2 separate regions of the Gossypium arboreum genome follow, and region 2 is linked to region 1. The links are chromatin contacts, called in public Hi-C maps. All regions are on one chromosome and are shown on one strand. The core of a region is the stretch at or near the end of the contact, and the rest is flanking DNA. Distances in the headings are between cores, read along the strand shown.

The links. Hi-C and Micro-C count contacts between places; a contact is called where the count stands out from the background.
Region 2: a contact with region 1 is called in a Hi-C map of leaf, with 1.9 times the contacts expected there. The contact joins two enhancer-like sites. A contact is called at or near these places in 2 of 5 Hi-C or Micro-C datasets (both in leaf).

Annotation. Positions count from the first base shown.
Region 1 is chr4:118,042,049-118,048,504 of ASM2569848v2, forward strand. No RefSeq gene overlaps it. Among protein-coding and RNA genes, the nearest start is that of LOC108460187, 9.2 kb to the left of the region's middle. Within about 2 kb of position 3,888, at least 1 of the 2 cell types and tissues checked has an H3K27ac peak or open chromatin away from gene starts, as enhancers often do. A contact at or near this core is called in leaf, where this site is marked.
Region 2 is chr4:118,079,554-118,086,009 of ASM2569848v2, forward strand. No RefSeq gene overlaps it. Among protein-coding and RNA genes, the nearest start is that of LOC108458540, 9.5 kb to the right of the region's middle. Within about 2 kb of position 4,033, at least 2 of the 2 cell types and tissues checked have an H3K27ac peak or open chromatin away from gene starts, as enhancers often do. A contact at or near this core is called in leaf, where this site is marked.

The DNA of each region.
Region 1 (6,456 bases), core at 2,638-5,137:
CTGAATCAGTTCCATCGCTCTTTCATTTCGCTTTGACTTCTTTTTGTATAACGAAAAAAACAGAGGACTTACCTCGCTTCTAGGCCGTCGGTCCCCTATCACTTCGTTGTAATCGGAGATAGAAGGGGGATCTGAGGCCAAAATAGGCCATACTTCGAAGCTTGGGGCGTCGGTCACCGCACCTTCGGCGGGCTGGTGCTTTTTTGAGGGAGAAAATAGAGGTGCGGCTGAAGAAAAAGGGAGTTAGGGTTTGTGAGGCCGAATCCTCAGATTTTAGCCCTTTTAAGGGACCTCATGCGGCATCGTTTTGAGTCCAGCTCAATGGCTCCAAAACGGTGTCGTGTAGTTAAACCCGACCGACCCGATTCAGCGCCCTCATGACCCGCGCGTTCGTCGTGGTAGAGGGGAATTTGTGCTTCTAGTCCCTCTTTTTTATATTAGCCTCTAATTGAGTTCGTTCGAGACTCCCTGAGTTTTTTAATTTGGACTTATAGTTTGCGCTTATTTGCAGTCGGATTCGTGCCTAAACGCAGCACATTAAGGATCTAGTACATTGCCAGTTCTAGTCCCTATGTGTTTGTAGGCGTCAAGCTTTAGTCCTTCTTCTAATTTCAGCAACTTATTTTATTTATTAAATGTCCCTTCGGTTTTATTTGTGTTTCAATTGAGCCTTTTTTTTTTATTCATTATCTTCGACATTTTCTATTTTATTCTTTGAAACCCTTTTATTTTCGATTTTCTTTTTTATTTCACCATTTAGTATATAATCTTGGAGTATGTTATTAATTTTGTATGGTTTTAGTTTGTTATTCATACTTTTATTTATATACGTGTGTGTATATCTATATAAAATTATATAAGTCTATTTATTCATTTTTCTTTAAATTTGTTCGTTTGAAATGTTTTTATATACATGTGTATACTTTATAATAAGGTATATTATTTTATGTATATTATTAATCTTTATATTATTTTATATATACGATTTCTTTTAAATTTATTCTCATACTATATTACATAATCCAATATAATACATCTTTTAAATTATTATTATATGCATGTATATTTTGATGTCTATGTTTAATCTATATACACTATTAAATTCATGTTCTTTACACTTATAGTTTTCCTTATATGTAAAAATATGTTTTTAAGTTTATTACGTGTAGTTTATAATGAAGTTGATTCAACCTTGGATGTATTACTAAAGTGTGTATTCTTTACAAATAATTGTTTTAAATATATTTATAGGTATATGTGCATTTATAAACCTAGTGTATGCATTTCTAAAGATTATATTTAACAAAGCATTTTGTTATTCTCGAATGCCTTATACATTTTAATTTTTCATATATATATTTCAATAAACATTTTTCCTTATATATATTTCTATGATATTTTTACAAACAATCATTCCTAAGTTTATTTATATATATATACTTTAAAACCTTATGTATATAACATGTATTTTATCATACCTTTTTGTTATTTAAAACCTTCCATGGTGTATATATTATTTAAATCGTTTCCCTTTTATTATAGGTATATGGTCATCTTTAGATGGATATTTTATACAAAAAAATACTTTATACATAGGAGTGTGTCTTTTAAGTCTATAATTAATTTAATCTTATGTGCATATTTAGTCCCATGACAATTTATTTTACAAATTCTTTTAAATTTATTTATATATATATATATTATTTTATGTATATAAGTCTTTCTTTTAGAACACATTTTATTATGTATTGTTTTGATTTAAAGTCTCGCATTTAAATACCATTTTATGTGTATATACATTTGTTAACTTTGAATAGATACGCCATCTTCAAAATGTTTGTGTCCATTTTATAATTTGTTATAAGATTAATTTAAGCTTGTAGGTATTTCTATGTTTTTACAAATAATTATTTTTAAAAAAGTTATATGTTTTGTAAATTTATTTAGTGCATTATATCTTGCCATATGTCTTTATTATTCTTTCATATTACATACATTATTTACATTACCGTGTATTTTATTAACTTCTAAATGAATTCGTGTTTAACATATTTTACGTGTAATTTGATTCGAACTTTCATTCTATAACATCCATTTCAAACATTATATATCTATCCTTAGTGAAGTCGCCATTGGTTTTATAAAACCCAAATTTTGTAATCCATTTCGTCTTATTTCAAATCAAATTAATGTGTTTTAAGCTGGTTTCACAATTTCCTTTAAAACAAAGGCGATATTCGATACTTGGTAATTCGTGGAATCGTGCCCTAACGTGTTGGGTGGCAATTCCTCGTTTGCTCAAAGTAATCGAAGGTCCCTTTAGAATTTCACCCACGGCTATTAAAAAAAATCCCTTAAACGAGAGCGATATGCGATATTTGGGAATTCACGGAATCGTACCCTAACGGGCTGGGTTGCAATTTCTCGTCTGCTTAAAACAATCAAATATCCCTTCAAAATTTCACTCATATCTTTTTAAAATCCTTTAAAACGAAGGTAATACTCGGGGTTTGACAATTCAGGAATCATGTCCTATCGTGCTGGGTTGTGATTTCTCGTTTGTTCAAAACAATCGAATATTCCTTTAGGTTTTTGTTCACGTTTATTAAAAACGAAGGCGATGTTCGATGTTTGGCAATTTGAGAATCGTGCCCTGTCGTACTAGGTTGCGCTTTTTCATTTGTTCAAGAAAATCAAAGATCCCTTCAGAATTTCACTCGTACTTTCTAAGGTGAGGCAATGTTCGATGTTCAGGAATTCGAGGAATCGTGCTCTACTGTGCTGGGTTTTGATTTTCTCGTTGGACTAAATAATTGGACATCCTTTTACGGTTTTCAACATATAAACCTTTGGAAGTCGAAATTTATCACGTTTTCGAGGGCATAAAGAATCAGGTCCTACCGTACTGGACGTGATGCCATATTCCTCTTACGCAAGAGAATCTTTGGCAAATAACTTGGGTTATTCAAATGCTATTAAAAAGAACCACATTTCATTTTAATTTTAGACATAAGGACAATATTTAATCGATTTGATACCAATTTTGGGCGTAATGAGGGTGCTAATCCTTCCTCATATGTAACCGACTCCCGAGCCCGTTTTCTCATATTCTCGTAGACCAGAATCGTCGTTTTAGTAAATCAAAAGCGTTTTATTAAAATAACCAAATTCTTAGGTGACCCAATCACACCAAAACAAAAAGATCGGTGGCGACTCCATGTATTTATTTTTCAAAAGTCGATTCCTCCATATTTTCATTAAATTTAAAATTTTAAAATATGTGAAAAAGGGGTGGTTTCGACAGAACTCAAGGAAATTTATGGGATATTCTTCAAACTAAAGGGGAGTGGGGGACCAAATGGGCATTCATGAAACCATATGGGGTAAGTATATATTACACTAAACTTAAGGGTGGCATGTGCTTAAAGTAAGGTGTTTGGACTTTTCTATCAACCCGAATTAAAATCCGAATGCTTAAGCTTTCAATTAATTAATCTTCTTCATTATTTTTGAGCTCATAATTGTTTAGAGAGTAGACTCTAACTCAAATAATCGAAAACAAAACAAAAATCGAGATTCCCTTGAGAAAAGCTTTGCGCAAACCTCTAACTCGCAACTAAAGTTTAAACTTATAAATTTAAATTATAATTATTAAATAATTGCAATTATAATTACTCCCAATTTAAAATCTCAAACTCAAGAAAATATACTAAAATATTCAAATAAAATACCAAAAAAATTGCTGCAGAGTTTCTCTTAATAATTTGTATTATATCAAATAGGGTATTTATAAAGGAAAATATACAAAATTTAATTTTAATTCAAAGCTGCAAATTAATTAAATCGGGAGAGTTTTATGCATGTAAGACTCAAGATAGCCAAAGTCAATGACACACTAATGGAGGGCACTCCCTATGCCACGACATCGATGCCATTTTGTGCCAATTGGGCCAATCTAAATGGGTCCAATTTTTTAAGCTTGAATGAAAAAATTAAGCTGAAATATTTAATTATTTAATTAAAATTTATGGATAAATTTATTTAATTATCCGAATACATTTAGATTACGATGATTATGTAATTTAATTTTTCACTTTGCACTCAATTATTTAATTTATTCATTCAATTAAATAATAATTCAAAGAAAATCAATTAATTTTAAGTCATCTTTTGCCTCTTTGAGAAATTACATTTTGTGCATATAGTAATTCATGCAATCTATTTCTTATTCATCATTTTGTCCATTCATTCACAATTTTCATAATGCAAATCATTTATCTTACATTTGGTTGGAGTATTATTTTCTAGGCATGTTTTAGCATATGAATTAGCAATAAATTATTTCAATTGGTAATATTTAGCCACTTCTATACCTTATTTTAGTAAAGAAATTGAAATTTTTTTCTTATTTTGAATAGGCATTATTTTTTACATGAGTTTTTGTTGGGGATCCACTCGTTTAGGCAACAAGCAAGAACAATAGAGAACCATGAATACAAATATTTTACATGGAAAACTCCTCCAAAGAGGATAAAAAATATGGGTGAAAGAGGCTTCGACTTTTCACTAAATGAGTAAACAAAGGAGAGTACAATATGGAGAAAATAAACTTAAATGTACTAAATGTACGAACTCAAAACTCAAATACAAAGTCGTAACTTAGAAACAAAATTCTCTCCCTAATTACCATGAAAACTCTCACCACAACTCATCAGTGATTACATCTTGTAACCTTCAAAAGAAAAACCCTGTAATATGACATCTTTAATTGCCTCCTTAATTGGCCTTTTAAAACAAGAATACAATGGCCCATTTAAAATCATACAATGGCCTTCTTAATTGTATTTGATAGCTTTGAACAACTGATTTGCCAATTAGATAATTAGTCAAACTATTGATTTCTAATATTTGTGACTACTGTATGATTATTTGTGTAGTGTGGGCATGTGATCTAGCCTAAATATACATTGATTGTGTGTCTATCGTTCTTAATGCTATTGATAGATTAAATTTTTAAGTGATTATTATAGGATTGTTTGTCAATAAGGGAAGTAATTAATGACAATTGTCTTAATTATCAATAAGATAAGAAGAGATTAGGTTGCTAGACAATTATCGGCAACTATAACCAATTTATTAAAGAACATTGAAAATCATCTTTGCATCAATGATCAAACTCTTAAATCAAATGAATAATTTACTTCAACTAGAGTTTCATCTCATCGATTTTTCTCAAAATTTTGATTATTGCTTTCTTTGTTTTTTTTTCCAAACCTTAATTTTAATTGTTAACTTTTCTTTAAGTAAAAACCCCACCATTCCCCTTTATTTTATTTGTTTTAGCTGAAGGAATAAAATTTTTATTAATTCCTGTGGATTCGACCCTATTTGTCTCTTCTACTATTTTTTTTCAAATATGTTTTAATTTTGACAACTTCGAAAACTGTACACTCCGTAACGAAAATGGTCATTACTCATACTAGTAATGATAAAATAATTTGACCAAAAAATGACTCATGATCTCATGTTTCATTTTCATAATACAAAAAATGTCAATGAGAATATATCATTTACTACTTTTATTGAGCTATTATTCAACTACTGTGAGTGAAGCGTTATCATGTATAAGTCATATACCCAACATAATAACATTTAACCCACTACCTTAAGATCATAGGATAAATTCAACTTGGTTCATATCTAATGTATTGTCAATTCAAATAATTGCATCTATATCTTTCTTTTTGGAAGTTGTTTCGATAGCTAGGACAAGCTATCTCTCTAATTGAACTTATAGACAACATAATATTGCTTATATTAGTCGTTTATTTAATTTGACCCCATAGTCTATGAACAATTTAGATTAACTACTAACATAAATTGTTTTCTCTTGTTGCAATCTAATCATTTAATGCAACTTAATTTTAATTAAATCTTAAGTAATCAATAAGTCAATATTTACTTATAAAATTTGCTTTACTTATAAAAACCATTAAAGCCATTATACAAATAATATTAAATGAATATGTGGTAATTTTTATATATTTAATTACTTTAAAAATTTACAACGAAACGAAATCACTTCAGTGAAGGCACCAATGCCCTTTCTTCATTTTCAAAGAGTGTGTTCGATGTTCACCTTGATAATACCAATTAAGGTGTTGGATGTTACAACGAGGTAAGTCTATAACTCAAGTTTTAGCGGTTTGATTTTTTATTGTTTGTTGTCAATATAAGAGGACGTATGTTCAAGTGTGTTGAAGTGCGTTATCCTCATATTTATGAATTGAAAAGGGTTACGAGTAATTTTAGACATTATATAAAAAATATATCAAAAGATTTCTATTTTAATATTACAATTGTTCCCAACCAAAGAAAATAATTGCAGATTAATATCAATTATTATAGATTATATCAACAAATGTTAGATGCAATGTTAAAGTATACTATATTCTT
Region 2 (6,456 bases), core at 2,783-5,282, 38 kb after region 1:
TATGGGGGAATGTAACGCGTAGGATAGGTCAATTACTTGATAAACACGACATTATTGCTCTAATGTGACAAAATCTATTGAACTGTTTAAGGACAAACTTTTATCTTTATTTATTTTCCATTATCTTTTTTGTTTTTATAGGGATGAATTTCTTAGTGGAAATTTTCATTGTCAACCTTACGACCAACATTATTTGCTTTTTTGATGGGTTGCTAATTAAAAGAAAAAGGAGCATGTCTATTTTGAGGGCCAATTTAAAATAATTTTGTGTGGAAAAAAATCAAATTAAAAGAAGATTGGGTTTAAAAAAATGTGTTTAAAACTATTGATGTGATGTTGGTAAAAAAATATTCAAGGAATTGAAATGTTTAATTAGTAATTTAGTAAATAGTAAAAAGAAAAAGAAAAACATGTTAGTAGAATTTTCAAAATGTTATATAAAATTCTTAGGAATATGCCATTAAGGGTTAGTTTAGAAATGTTTTCTCGAATAAAAATATTTTTAAAAAACTATTTTTTTGGAGAAAAGTATTTTTTTCCAAGCTAAAAATTAACCCAAAATCACTTTTTAAGAAATTGAAAATTTTAAATTCTCTTCAAAAACATTTTTGAGAATCATTCATAAACCAAGCCTAAATTGAAATTCTCTTTAAATTTTTCTCACCCACCAATCATAAATATATATTGCTATATCATTAGAACAATCTTGTTTTACAAACGATTTTAACACACATTTATATATTATAAAAAATAGTTAAATATATTTATGTCTATTTATACTTAATATTTATTTAAATTAGTTTAATTATGTATTAATCGATTCATATTAATATCATTACAGATTTGAATTGATATAAACAAGTACTTTGCTCTTCATGTCAGTATAATTCATTGATTAGAGATTTGGAAATTTAAGAATAGTTTAATTTTAACTTTTAACTTGGATTATTTTGATGTTTATAATTTTTTTGTCTAGGTTAGTACTTAAAATTATTAGTTTTTTCATTTTGATCACTGAAATTGAGTTCTATAAAAGTGTAATGACGTGACAATTCGAGATTGTGCCGCATCAATTAATTTTAGTTAAATTATTTAAAAGTAAGAAATTCAAATTTGAAAAAAAGAAGAAGAAAGAGTAACATTGAATCTTTCTCTTTCAACCAAAGTTTTCTAAATCGAATTGATGGTCGAACAGATCAAGTCACCAATTTGTTGGTCTAATTGATCTGATTAAAAATATTAAAAAAACTGGCTAAATCAGTTCGACCGCCAATTCAACTATCAGTTCAATCGGTTTGTACTGATTTCTAATCTAATCGGCTCAAAAACACCTTTTAAATCAGTACCCTAACTAATTCTCAATTCAATTTATTCGATCGATCAATCCAATCTAATTCAAATAACATTGAGTAAAACATATTCAAAATAATAATAATAATGAGTTAAATATGATTACATGTAACATACCATGTCATAAATTTGAAGATAGAAAATTTCATATATTGACCAGAGTTAATTAAGTTGAAAAGAATATTGAATATGAATGAGATTAAAATAATAATTTTATATTTTAAAATTTATAACATATCATATTTGATATATTATCACTAAAACGGAGAGATCCATTTATATTCTATCATATATTTTTACGATTAATATTTTAACAATTCAATCGTTGAATTTATCGATATAGTTATATTTTTCATGCATGTAGATTTTCTAACCAATTCAATATCTCTATCATATTGATTAGAATATTATTTATATTAATATTTATTGAATGATTGAAAGTTATTTACATAAAAGAAATAATTAGAAATTTTTAATTTACATCAAAATTGACATATATTATCTATATGAATGAAATATAAAATGTGATAGTTGGATCATAAAAAAGATATAAAAAATGTAAATTTAAACTACTTTAATTTTAGGGTAAACCACAAAATAGTCACTTATGTTTGCTTAGATTACATTTTAGTCATTTATGTTTGAAATGCTATTGTTTTAGTCACTTACGTTATCGTTTGTTATGAAGTGGTCACTTTACCGTTAAGCTCCATTACCTCCCTAACGGTGGTCATATGTGGCAACCTAAATGGGTTTTAAATGCCAACTTAGATGTCCTATGTGACAGTTCAAATTAAATTTATTTAATTAAAAACCTATTTTCATCTCAGCAATTGGACATCCAAATTGATATTTAAAACCCATTTGGACTGCTACGTCGGACTGCTGTTAGGGAGGTGACGGAGTTTAACGGTAAAATGGCCACTTTGTAACAAAACGATAATGTAAGTGACTAAAACGTAATATTTCAAATATAAATGACTAAAATGTAATCTGAAACAAACAAAAATAACTAACTTTATAGTTTAACCTAAATTTTATACTAATATATGTGAATTTCTCCTTATAAAATATTTACTGTTCATAAATAATATTACTTTTTACTGCTTAAATTCTTTTAGAAGTTGCTTGTTGGCAAACAGATGTGTACCGAATTTAATTATTAGTACCTAGCATTTATGGGAATTTCAATTTTTTTTAAGGAAAGGATTGGGAGGAGGGATGAATCTTTCAAATGATGTCCCATCGATCCAGGGGAGAAATCATGATGACTGATGACTTTGCCCAAAGGAGCTTTGAGTACTAAGATGAGCAATGTTATGACAAAGGCCACTATATATTTTCGGTTGGTCACATGGTTTGCCCACCATTTACACTCTTTTTTATGCTTTATTTGCCTTTGTATTTTGTAGACCAGATTGATTAGATTCTTTAATTTACACCAATAGGAGATAAGATTCAATATGTCTATCGACAAGAGTAATATGAGATTGATGCAAAATGTCGTGCTACATAACTTGTAAGGTAACCCATGGGTTTTGTCCATAAAACACGTCTAATATGTTGACAATGATATGAACACTCGTCTCTGCTATAGCCAATGCCTAATCCACGAATTATGACAACGCTACAATCATATGATACATTAAATTATCTGTCCAAACTTGAATATTTGTTTTTGTTCAACTAATTAAGATTAAGTAAAGAAATTGAGAAAATCGAAAAATCGATTTGAACCGATTTATTTAGTTTGAGTTTTCTATTGTTTAGTTCAATTTCGAGTTGGTATTATCACTCAAACCACACAATTCGATTCGAGTTTACTTTTTCCGCATAAAATCTATTTTATTCAGATTAAACCGAATGAAAAAAAAACTATGTTTAAAGGAATAGTCTTAATAGAATAATAAACTGATCATTTCAAAATCTGTATAGATAATTCATTTAATCCTATTATTATTAACAACAACAGGTAGATATGATTAGACAAAAGATAAAGTTATAGAAATAGTTCATAAAAAAAATTATAAAAATGTAGTTTTATAGTAAAGGAATTTTTAATATAATAATTATAATTATATGCATAATTTTAATTTTAAGAAGATAGTTTATTGAACTTTATAATATTTTATTTATAAAAGAAACAACTTTCTACAATTATATATGTTTGATAATTATGAATTTAATTAATTATATGACATATTGTAATCGTAATTAACAAAATGACACAGAAAAATATTAGATATATTGACAATTTATGTAGCTAGCTTTCCTTGTAACAACTTAATAGCTTAACTCAAATGTATAAATGAATATAGAGCATGTATTATAGTTGTCCTAAAAAAAAACTATTGCACTATTAGATTTTTTAGGGAAAAAACAAGTTGATATTATTTTTTCTTACAACAACCAAATTTGGTAAAAATCACTGAATCGAACTGCAATTATTGATTTTGGATATTTTAATTTTTAATTTATATGTTTTAGTTTCGGTTTCAAAAATGAAAAACAGAACCGAATCGGCTACACCCTTACAGTCAACTAACACCGGCCATCCCAAATTACTACATGCAGTGTCATCTTCGGCCGGCTAGCATTTGGGAGAGGCTTGACCGTATCAACCGTAATTTTTTCTGGGGTGGGGCGGAGGATGCGAGGAAACATCATCTTATTAATCGGGATAAGCTTATGCTACTTCAGAGAACATGGTGGTATGGGTTTAGAAACCAAGCTCAGGTTATGAAACTCGCATGGCGAATCATCCATGAATAGGAAAGCTTGTGGGTGAAAGTCCTCTCTCAGAAATACCTTTTGGACAGTGACCAATCGAAGAGGAAAACCGATGTGTCAACCACCACTTGGTCATCCCTTAGGAAAGTTAGCCCATTATTCCAAAGAGGCCATAGCTGGTCCATCCATAATGGACAATCCGTGAACTTCTGGATTGATGATTGGAGTGGACTCGGAGCAGTAAGGACTTCAATCAGTGGGACCCTGAACTATGACGAATTTGATCATAATTTTAAAACTGTGAGAGACTTGGTTGAGGAGCAAGGAAGGGATTGCTTATCCTTCTCGATACCGAATGCCTGGTGGGAGGCAATATTGAGTGTTCTAGTGTCTCTAAACACTGAAATGGCTCCAGCAATGGACATTTTAGTTTATCTTGCACTTATGATTTAGCGGCTAATTGAGATCAAGTCAGAGGCATTGAAAGAGAGAAGCAGCGGAGGTCACAGTGGAAACTGAAGTTGCCTCGCAACATCAAGTTGTCCTCAAATGCCTTCCCACTGCGAGTTTCCTCAGTGTGGATTGAATATTTATAAATTCGACATTATTTGAATCTGAATTTATAAATCTACTTTAAAATTCGAATCTAATCTGTAAATTATTCACAAATTATCTGACTTTTACTATCTAAATTTGAATCTAAATTAATTATTATTATCCGCATATGTCTAAATCCATAAAATTCAAAGTTTAACATTTTAACTTTATATGAAATATTCAAATCCGTTAAAACTAAAATTTTAAAAATAATATAAAATCAAAAAATTTATTTTAAGTAAAATGTATTCATAACTAAAAATAAATAAAGGTAAAAAAAGTAACAAAAATAACTAACTAATAATTCAAACTAAACATAATATTTTCATAAAAAATAAGGTTTAAGAGAAAAGAAAACCCTTAGTAAAAATGAAAAAATTAATTGAGCCATTAAATAAAGTGTACTCTATTGCATCTTTAATGACCAAAAAAATAATCAACTAAATCCTTTTGTTAACGGAAATCATAAATTGATGGTCAAAAGGAGCTAACGTGACTAATAGTAGCCACCAAAAGATGACACGTGAAATGTCATGTTAGCAAAAATTTTAAAAAATTATTACATATTTTTTAAATAATATATTTGAAAAAATAAATTTTTTATTTAAAAAATAATTAATAAAATTTATACTTGGAATGAACGCATTGGATTGTTCTAATTTTAATGCTTTCTGTGGCTATTGTTTCTTGTTTGGTATCAGAAACTAAAGGTTCTCCTATACTCAGAACTATTATGTAATATTTATTATGTTTAATTTGAATTCCTTTTTCTACCAAAAGAAAAAAAACTAAATCAATTATTTATCGCCTAAACTCTAAACCCAAATATTATATATAAGCTTAAAAATTTAAATATATGAACTTTTATTTAGTTTACAATTTGATAATAAACTTTAATTTGGTACAATTATATACATGAAATTTTGATTGTAGTTCAATTATATACATGGAACTTTAATTTTGATTTAATTATACGTTAAAAAATAGATACATCAATTTATTTTTATATTGAATAAGTATAATTACTTACGTATGCGATATAAAAACATGAAATGATGCTATATTAATAATTACGTTAATAATTTGTGAAAATTGAATCAAATCAAATTTTCATGTATAAAATTGCACAAAATCAAAATGAATGTATACAATTGCACATTAAACCAAAGTTTATGTATAGTTTTGAGATTTATCCTTAAATAAAATAATAAATTTAAACCCTAAACTCAAAACATCTTATACCAAGCCACTTCCTTTCTCTCTCTACTTAATAGAGGAGTTCATGAGTTGGGTCAATCTGGTTTTGGGTTAGGTCTCATATATAGTTGCCCAAGTTCAATTTGATCCAAAATATGAACATCAATTTTTACCAAAACTCGTCAATATTTATAAATGATTAACCTAAGCCCATTTAGACATGCTCATATTATTTTTATTTTTCAAAATATACTTATTTATTATTTATTAATTATTTTAAATGTTGATACTATTAATACTATTAGTACTATTTTATTTTGAATATAATTATATTATCATCGTATCTTTTATATTATCTACTATTATTATCATTATTATTATATAGTATTATTAATTGAATAATTTTTATTATTATATTCATTATATTATTGTCATTGTATTTCATTATTTATGTTATTATTTTGTTAATGTCATAATTTTACGGGTAAATTACACCAACAGTCACTCAACTTTGGGGTAGCTAGCAAAATAGTTACCTAGGTTTCATTTCAGTTACTCAATTTTTTAAAAATAACAAAACAA